Regions from separate parts of the Mus musculus genome. Here region 2 is linked to region 1. Evidence: chromatin contacts called from public HiChIP or PLAC-seq data. All regions are on one chromosome and are shown on one strand. The core of a region is the stretch at or near the end of the contact, and the rest is flanking DNA. Distances in the headings are between cores, read along the strand shown.

What was found. HiChIP or PLAC-seq counts read pairs in DNA pulled down with a chosen protein or histone mark.
Region 2: an H3K27ac HiChIP or PLAC-seq map of embryonic stem cells shows a contact between it and region 1, with 10 read pairs. The contact joins the enhancer-like site here to the promoter of Rnf130 in region 1. A contact is called at or near these places in 8 of 39 promoter capture datasets (3T3-L1-derived adipocytes, the HPC-7 cell line, the SN4741 cell line and 4 more), 1 of 15 datasets of contacts at CTCF or cohesin (CD8 T cells), 3 of 484 Hi-C or Micro-C datasets (bone marrow-derived macrophages, cerebellar granule neurons and liver), 7 of 115 datasets of contacts at active chromatin or transcription factors (CD8 T cells, the HPC-7 cell line, a beta-TC-6 cell line and 4 more) and 3 of 9 other capture datasets (adipose tissue, liver and pancreatic islet).

The regions. Positions count from the first base shown.
Region 1 is chr11:50,023,752-50,027,647 of GRCm38.p6, forward strand. Rnf130 (ring finger protein 130) reads left to right here and starts at 1,580. Exons shown (of 9, transcript NM_021540.4): 1 at 1,580-1,896. The coding sequence starts at 1,650.
Region 2 is chr11:50,060,470-50,064,172 of GRCm38.p6, forward strand. All of the region lies in intron 2 of Rnf130 (ring finger protein 130), which reads left to right. Among named protein-coding and RNA genes, the nearest start is that of Mir340, 7.4 kb to the right of the region's middle. Within about 2 kb of position 1,837, at least 12 of the 459 cell types and tissues checked have an H3K27ac peak or open chromatin away from gene starts, as enhancers often do. A contact at or near this core is called in cerebellar granule neurons and pancreatic islet, where this site is marked.

The DNA of each region.
Region 1 (3,896 bases), core at 330-2,829:
CCTGACAGACAAAAGCTCTTAATAGAATCTGGGACCTGCAAAGGTGGTAGCTGAGATCTTAGTGGAGCTTGGCAAGAAGGGAATTTGACATGGGACAAACAGGTGATCTAGGCATTCTTATGAACTGAGAAATGGGAAGAGAGACAGGCAAAGAGGTTTAAGAGACAAAGAAAGTGGTAGAGATAGAGAAATGGCCCTGTCAAGGTGGGCATGAGGGTAGCTCACTGACAGGCATCTGAGGGCTCTATTCAGACTTCAGCCCACATCCTCCAGGAAGCCCCCCACACCCAAGTACCCTAAACACTACATTCTCATTTCCCATATACTGTTACACCAGTAGTTCTCAACCTTCCTAATGCTGTGACCCTTTAATACAGTTCTTTATGTTGTAGTGACCCCAACCATAAAATTATTTTCGTTGTTTACTCCTTCCTCTACCCTGGTTTTGTATCAGGTGTGTGTGGACTTCTATCACTTCTCGTCAGGGGCATCAGCACCCCACACACTAAAAACCCTTGCTAATACCATACACATTTTTAGCAAAGGGAAGATTAGACCAACAAATGGGAGGGGAAAGGAGATTCATATTAGAGATAGTCTGATGCAGGCTCCAAACATAGCCTGTGACTCTTTGGCAGGCACCTCCGGGGTCTCATCCTGAGAATAGGTACTGGGGTCCATTTCACCCAGTGAGGAGAGGCCCAATTACTGAAGAAACAGAGCAGAGTCCTTGTTAAATGCCGTGGTACTATGCCATTTTACAAAAAGGAAGTGAAGGCCTGTGGCTCTGGGTATTCTGGGGGCGGGGAGGGGGGAGTGGGGGAAGAGGACCATACCAACCTGATGAAGTTAACATCCGTCTCTAACAGACCTTGCTAACCACTCAGATGCCTTATTGGGTCCAAGTCTACTGGGCCCCAAACGCAAAGGCACTCTCCCGACTGATGTCAATTATTGTACAGCATGCAACCAACCCAGTGGAAATGTTAGCTCTCACAGACATTTAATTTAAAACCTTAACGATTAGCTTAGTTTCTTTTAGTGGTATCTCCAACATCTCTATAGGTTCTTGGAAAGCTTCACAGATCCAGGTCATAGCGGGGTATGAAGCCCGGGGCAGTTCACTGAACCCAGTGCCAGCAAGCAGGTGACTGGACCGCCCCTGGCCCTCGTGCGGGAGGGCGGGAGCAGGCAGCGCCTATTGCGCACGCGCAGCGGACGGGTTTGCGCATCGGGCTTGCGCGTTGCCGCTCTGCTGGAGGGAATGGGGCGGCGGCGGGCACGCGCCTGAGGCGGCGTTGCTGACCCTCCCCGAGCAGTGGGGACCACTCCTTCCCACCACTCCGAGTCCTCTCAGGGGCCCTGTCCGCAGGCCTAGTCCCTGGGCATTCCAGGTGCCCTGACAGCACACGGCCTGACGCGCCGTCCTTCCCCTGAGAGATCCACGGGCGCGCACTCGCGCGCGGGCCGCGGACGTGAGGGCGGCGAACGGCGGAGCCGCGGCGCCGAGGAGGGCCGTGCTCGTGCCCGGCTCGTTTCGAGGCGCGCGCGCGCTCCCGCCGCAGCCCGGGCCGCGCCCGCCCCGCCTCTCAGCACCGGCCCCGGAGCCCGGTCCGCGAGCGGCGGCGGCGGCGGCGGCCGGAGGGACCATGAGCGGCGCGGCGCGAGCGGGCCCGGCCCGGCTCGCGGCGCTGGCCCTGCTGACTTGCAGCCTGTGGCCGACGCGAGCGGACAACGCGAGCCAGGAGTACTACACGGCGCTCATCAACGTGACGGTGCAGGAGCCCGGCCGCGGCACCCCGCTCACGTTCCGCATCGACCGCGGGCGCTACGGGCTCGACTCACCCAAGGCCGAGGTCCGCGGCCAGGTGCTGGCACCGCTGCCCATCCACGGAGGTGAGGCCGGAGCCGAAGCCCGAAGCCGGGCGGGGGTCGCGGGGGCGGCGTGGCCGGGGGTCTGCGCGCCGTTCGGCCGCCGGCCCAGGGGGCTCGAGGTCCTCGCGCTGTGGAGCCTGGCCTGCTCCCCGCTGAGGAAAGAGGCTCCAGAAACCCTGCTGCATTTCACCCTAAAACTAAAAGAGAGCGAGACTTAGAACGTCCTCCTCTTTTTCATTTAGTTAGCTTGTTTACTGGAGGGCACTGGAATGCGAGTTTTCAGGGACAGTTGAGACAAAGGAGGTGGTGCAGGGGCGCAGAACTAGTTCATGGTGGACGAGATGCTTAACCTGTTTTTTGGAATCGGTAGGTTTGTTCCTGAAATCCCACGGATTTAACACTGCAGTGAATCTCTAGGGATCAGAGCCCCCCCCCCCATCTACTCCCCCTCCCCCTCCCTCTCCCCCCAGTAGTGGCTAAGGGGAGAGGGTCCCTGTTGCTTTTGGTTTTCTCTGGCCCCGATAGTTGTGCTGTCATGAAACGCTAGAGATTTTCACATTATAAAGAATGTGAGAGTAGCTGAACTAGTAGCCAAGTCTTTGGTCACGGGTGCCCATCCAGAAGGAAAAAAGGTAAAATGATCAGGAATCGTCTTTGAAGCCATTTGATTTAGCCTTGGCGTTCCCTTTGTGTATGCTGGCTGTGAATTCTTAATGATTTGGTGTAAACTGGTATTTGTTAATTACTGGCCGTGTTTTAAAGGACATTTCTCCGTGGAGTGTGACATTTGGGGACTTTGGCAGGCTGGACTTCGGGGAGATGTCTCCCATCTTCTATATCCTCCCGTTCTCACCTTACAATGTTGAGAGGATTAAAAACCAAAATTGCTATTCGTGTTCAGATGACCTAATCTAGGCAATAGTGTTTGCTTTTATAGTCTAAAATATTAAAATATGCTCTCTGAGCTCGGTATTTGTATAACATATATTAAGCAGTTGTTGTTGAGGCATACTGGCTTGGGGCATAAGGTTTTACTGTTGTCTTTCTTCAACTTAGACTGGGCTCTTAAACGGTCATTTTTACACCAGTGTATTTCTTATTCCACTAGGTTAGAAGCAGTACTTAAGGTCCCTATTTGACCATAGGAACAGTTTTTTTTTCTTTGCTCCATTCAATAAATATTTGCTGCCTGCTCTGTGCCAGTCACTGTGGTTGGGACATGTAATGTTGCCAAACTATGGCAGTAACAATGCTACACTATTTTCTGGTGGGGAAAAGAACCGTGAGGGTCATGTGGAAGGGAAGGAAGAGGAAGAGAGAGGCAAGCTACTCTGCAGAAAGAGCTGTAAAGTGTTATGAAATCTGTGGTTTGCTCTTGGGGCTTGGTTCTCCCCAGGCAACCCAGACCACCATCCTCACTTAAGATGCTGTACTCCAAAGTGTTTTGAGTGCCACTATCTGTTGCTTGTCTTCACCCCCAAATTAAGTCCCCTTTTGGATAGTGCTTGTATGAGTCCAGCAGAAAGGTTTGGGGAGCTAAAAGTCAGTTATCTTAACCTGTCACTGGTTGAAGGCTGCATATTAGACCTCTGCTGCAAATACACACTGTTTGATACTGGTAAAATAATTTGGTCTGGTGGCTTCATTTCTTATTTTTAAAAAATTAACTGATGGAGAACTCACCTCTCCTGTGAAGAAGTGGTGTCATTATTGTGTCCTTAAAAAAATATTACTTATTTTATGTATGGATGTTTTGTTGGATGTATGTATACCATGTAGAGCCCACGGAGACCAGAAGAGGCTGGAATTGGAGTTACACAGCCATCTTGTGGGTGCTGACAACCAAGCCCATGTCCTCTGCAAAAGCAGCAACCACTCTTAACTGCTGAGCCATCTCGCCAGCTCATACCACATGAGAATTGTGTCAGGATTTCTCAGGATGTCAATGGTGGGACCCTGTAGGGGTCAAGTTTTGGACAAATGGCCTTTACCCATGTGGTCTTTCAGTCCAGCAAGTGCTG
Region 2 (3,703 bases), core at 587-3,086, 37 kb after region 1:
GCACTGAAGAGGCAGAGGCAGGCAGATGTCTGAATTCAAAGCTAGTCTGGTCTGCATAGTGAATTCCAGGATATCAGAGCTACATAGAATCTCTGTCTCTGCTCCCCAGACCCAAAAATAAAATTAAGAAATGTAAACCTGAAACACTGGAACAAATAGGTTTTTTGTCCCTAAGATCTGTTTTTATTTGTATGCCTGTGTCTCTAAGTGTATGCCACATCTGTACTGATGCTGGTGGAGGCCAGAAGAGAGCCAGATTCCCTGCTTGCTGGAGTCCCAGGTGCTTGAGAACCGCACAGAGTAAGTGCTCTAAGAGTTGGAAGAGAGCAGCCTTTATCTGCTAAGCCATTTTTCCCCTAAAGCAATAGTTTAAATAACGACTTCATAAAATAAATGTAGTAAATCCATTTTAAAACTTCCCAATGGGTTTTTAACTTTTCCTTAATTTACATATCTTAAGTAGATGGAGAATCCCTTATAAGTTTCTGGTATTTGAGTACAACCTGATCTATTTCCCTTCTTGTCTGAGTCCATCACTTGATGTGCTTTTTTTGTCTGTCTTGTGCTTTATCTTTTTTCCCACTGACCACAGAAGAAGAAGAAGAAGATAAAATTGAATTAGGAACCCACGTAGGTTTGGAATGCTGGTTTAGAAATAGATTTCATGGGGTTGAGGAGATGGCTCAGGAGGTGAAGTGGCTGCTGTTAGAAGTAGCAGGGCCTGAGTTCAGACCCGCAGCACTTGTAGAGAGCCAGGCACTGTGGTCTATGCACTAAGGCTGTGGAGACAGGCAGATCCCTGGAGCTTATTGGCTCGTCAGCCTAACAAAGTTGGTGAGCCCCAGAGTCAGCCAGAGGCCCTGTGAGATAGCTCAGCAGGTAAAGTGCTCGTCATAACCTAAATTCAACTCCATATGTATTCAGTGACATATGGATATCCTCAAACGCTAATAAATTAGATGATTTTTAAAAAGTAGAGAGTGGTAGAGGAAGACAACCATACATATATGCATGCACACCCCTACATTTACACACAAAATAGAAATCTATTTTGTGTCACAGGTTAGAAGACTAACAGATGTATAGTGTTCTGATGCCTGGTGTGAAAGCTAGCCTGTAGGCCACTCTCCTCCACCTACTTAAAAGTATTTTATAAGACAGTTATAACAAAGCATAAGTGTAGAAGTTTTACTTGAAAAGGACACAACACTAGGGAGATAGAATCTTGAAACACAAATAATAAATAAGAAGGTATTAAGATGACATGCAAATTGGATTTTTTAAAATCAGTAACAAAGGTTTGTGAAGGTGTCTGGTTTAAGGAAGAGTTCAAATGGAGAAATCCTTGGACTCTTAATTTTGGGAGGTCATTATTATTGGCTAATTTGTGCCGGATTACTAGGAAAACACCTAGCCGTGCCCTTGTGAGCATAATCTAGTGTGAGGAAGTAGTAACCTTATGATACTCTTGACATTAAAGATAGTATCTTCATTTTTAGCATTTTCTTTTAGCAAGATACTTAAAATACAGCTGTCCAGAAAAGAACAAGATGGAAAAACTGTAAATTGTTTCTCTTAATGAGCATACTTGAAATTTGAATGTCAGAATGAACATTAATAGTAACTATTTTAACCTATGACTCCATACTCATAAAAGGCAAAAGAAAATGGAAATTTCATGATAAGTGGAGTATTTGCCTGGTCTCAAAGTGCTTCCTCACAGAATATTTACTGATGACACAGGGGAAAAGAGTAGCTTCATGGTTCAGATGTCTGGGGGACGTCACTTGACCGATGATCAAAGCAAACAGCAGTAATGGATGGATCAGGCCTGCACCATCTGGCAGTGGGAAGCACAGGACGGCTTATGTGTTGTTCCTGCCAGAGGAGCGGGACCTGGGCCTCGCTGCGAGGAAATGAAGTCTTCTATAGAGCAGCCGAGCTGCAAGCTCTCAAGGTCATCACCAGCAAGCAAAGACAGAGGGACTGTTTGAAACTGACAGACTCTTAAAAAACCTGATGGCTAAGCACTTTAGACAACTGTGGTCTACATGACTACAAAGAACCTTTCTGGGGAAACTGGGGCGATATGAAAAGGATTCTGAAGTGACATGATATAATTTATCCATTCAGAATCATGCTTAATTTGAAGGGGTTGTTTCCCTCTCCTCCATCTCTTGTGTGTGTGTGTGAGAGAGAGAGAGAGACAGACAGACAGACAGACAGAGATTGAGATTAATTATAGGAAAAGTATATATGTATGTATGTGTGTATGTATGTATGTATGTATGTATGTATGTATGTATGTATGTGTGTGTGTATGGAACAATGAGGCGAGGCATCAGGCCACCAACTCACCCTCAAAGATTTTAGGTTCTAAATAAATAGATACAACTTTTCTGAAAGTTTGTTTTTTTAAATTAGTGAGTTGGAAAATATATATGAAAATTACATTGAGAGTCCATCTCACACACACACCCCCGCCACCCTGAAACTGAATAAACAAGTGCTGGTGAGTTTCCTGTAGTAGGTAGAATGACAAGGAACCTTTATGGTACACCAGTGGAGATGCAGATATGTCCAGCCACTATGGAAATCAGCAGAGCAGTTCTTTAAAAACTAAAACTAGAAGTGCCATATGATCCAGTTGTACCACTCCTGTGAGTGTATCTGAGGGGATCTAAGTCAGCATGCTACTTCACAGCGGTCACAGTGGCTCACTACACAGTCAGTCCAGACGTCCACTGGCAGCTGAGTGGGTGGAAAGTGTGCTGTATACCCACATTAGAGCTTTTTTGAGGGTTTTGTCATCTTGCTTTGTTTTGAGACAGGGTCTCACTTATGTAGCCCTGCCAGTCTGGAACTCAGAGGGAATGATTTGAGAGTTCTAGGAATAGTTCCTATGGGGAGAAAATGTCAGAAAAAGGACTCCAGGAAAATGTTTTTGAATAATTGAAAGACTATCATGTGGAAAAGGAGTTTTCATTGATTTTGGAATGCATAGCCTGAAATTGGAATGTTCCAGTTAGTGCCACTTCGTGATTTATATGTCCATAAATCATGATATACGATGTTGCACCTTAACAGCTAATGGTATTTGTACAATCAGTAGATGAAATATAATTTTCTTGGTGCTGCTTTTCGTAAGTACAGAACCCAGAGTCATGGAAGACATTTAGCCGTGGATGGACATTTGGAAGTCCTTAGTTGGGTAAAGAAGACTTCCTTTATACTAATGACTTATGACTAAAGCTGGTTACTTTGAAAGGACTGGTATAATTTGTAGGGTACTTAGAATCTGTTGGAAGTGGATAACCACTCCAAACTTTCAGCCAGAAACTGAGATTTATATAGCTCTTTATTCCTAGTGTCTCTCTCTCTCTCTTTTTTCTTTTCTTTTCTTTTCTTTTCTTTTCTTTTCTTTTCTTTTCTTTTCTTTTCTTTTTATGACAAAGAAAGGTCTAGAACAAGATTTCCAAGTGAGCTCCCAACCAAGAGGTAGTGTGAGAAGGGGAAAGTTGCACCTAAATACTCACCGTCTAGGGTTTCTATTGCTGTGATGAGCACCATGGCTGTAAAACAACTGGGGGAAGAAAAGCCTGACTTGCTTTCCACTTCCATATTACTGCTCACCATTGAAGAAAGTTGGGGCAAGAACTCCACCATGGCAGAAATGTGGAGGCAGGAGCTGATTGATGCAGAG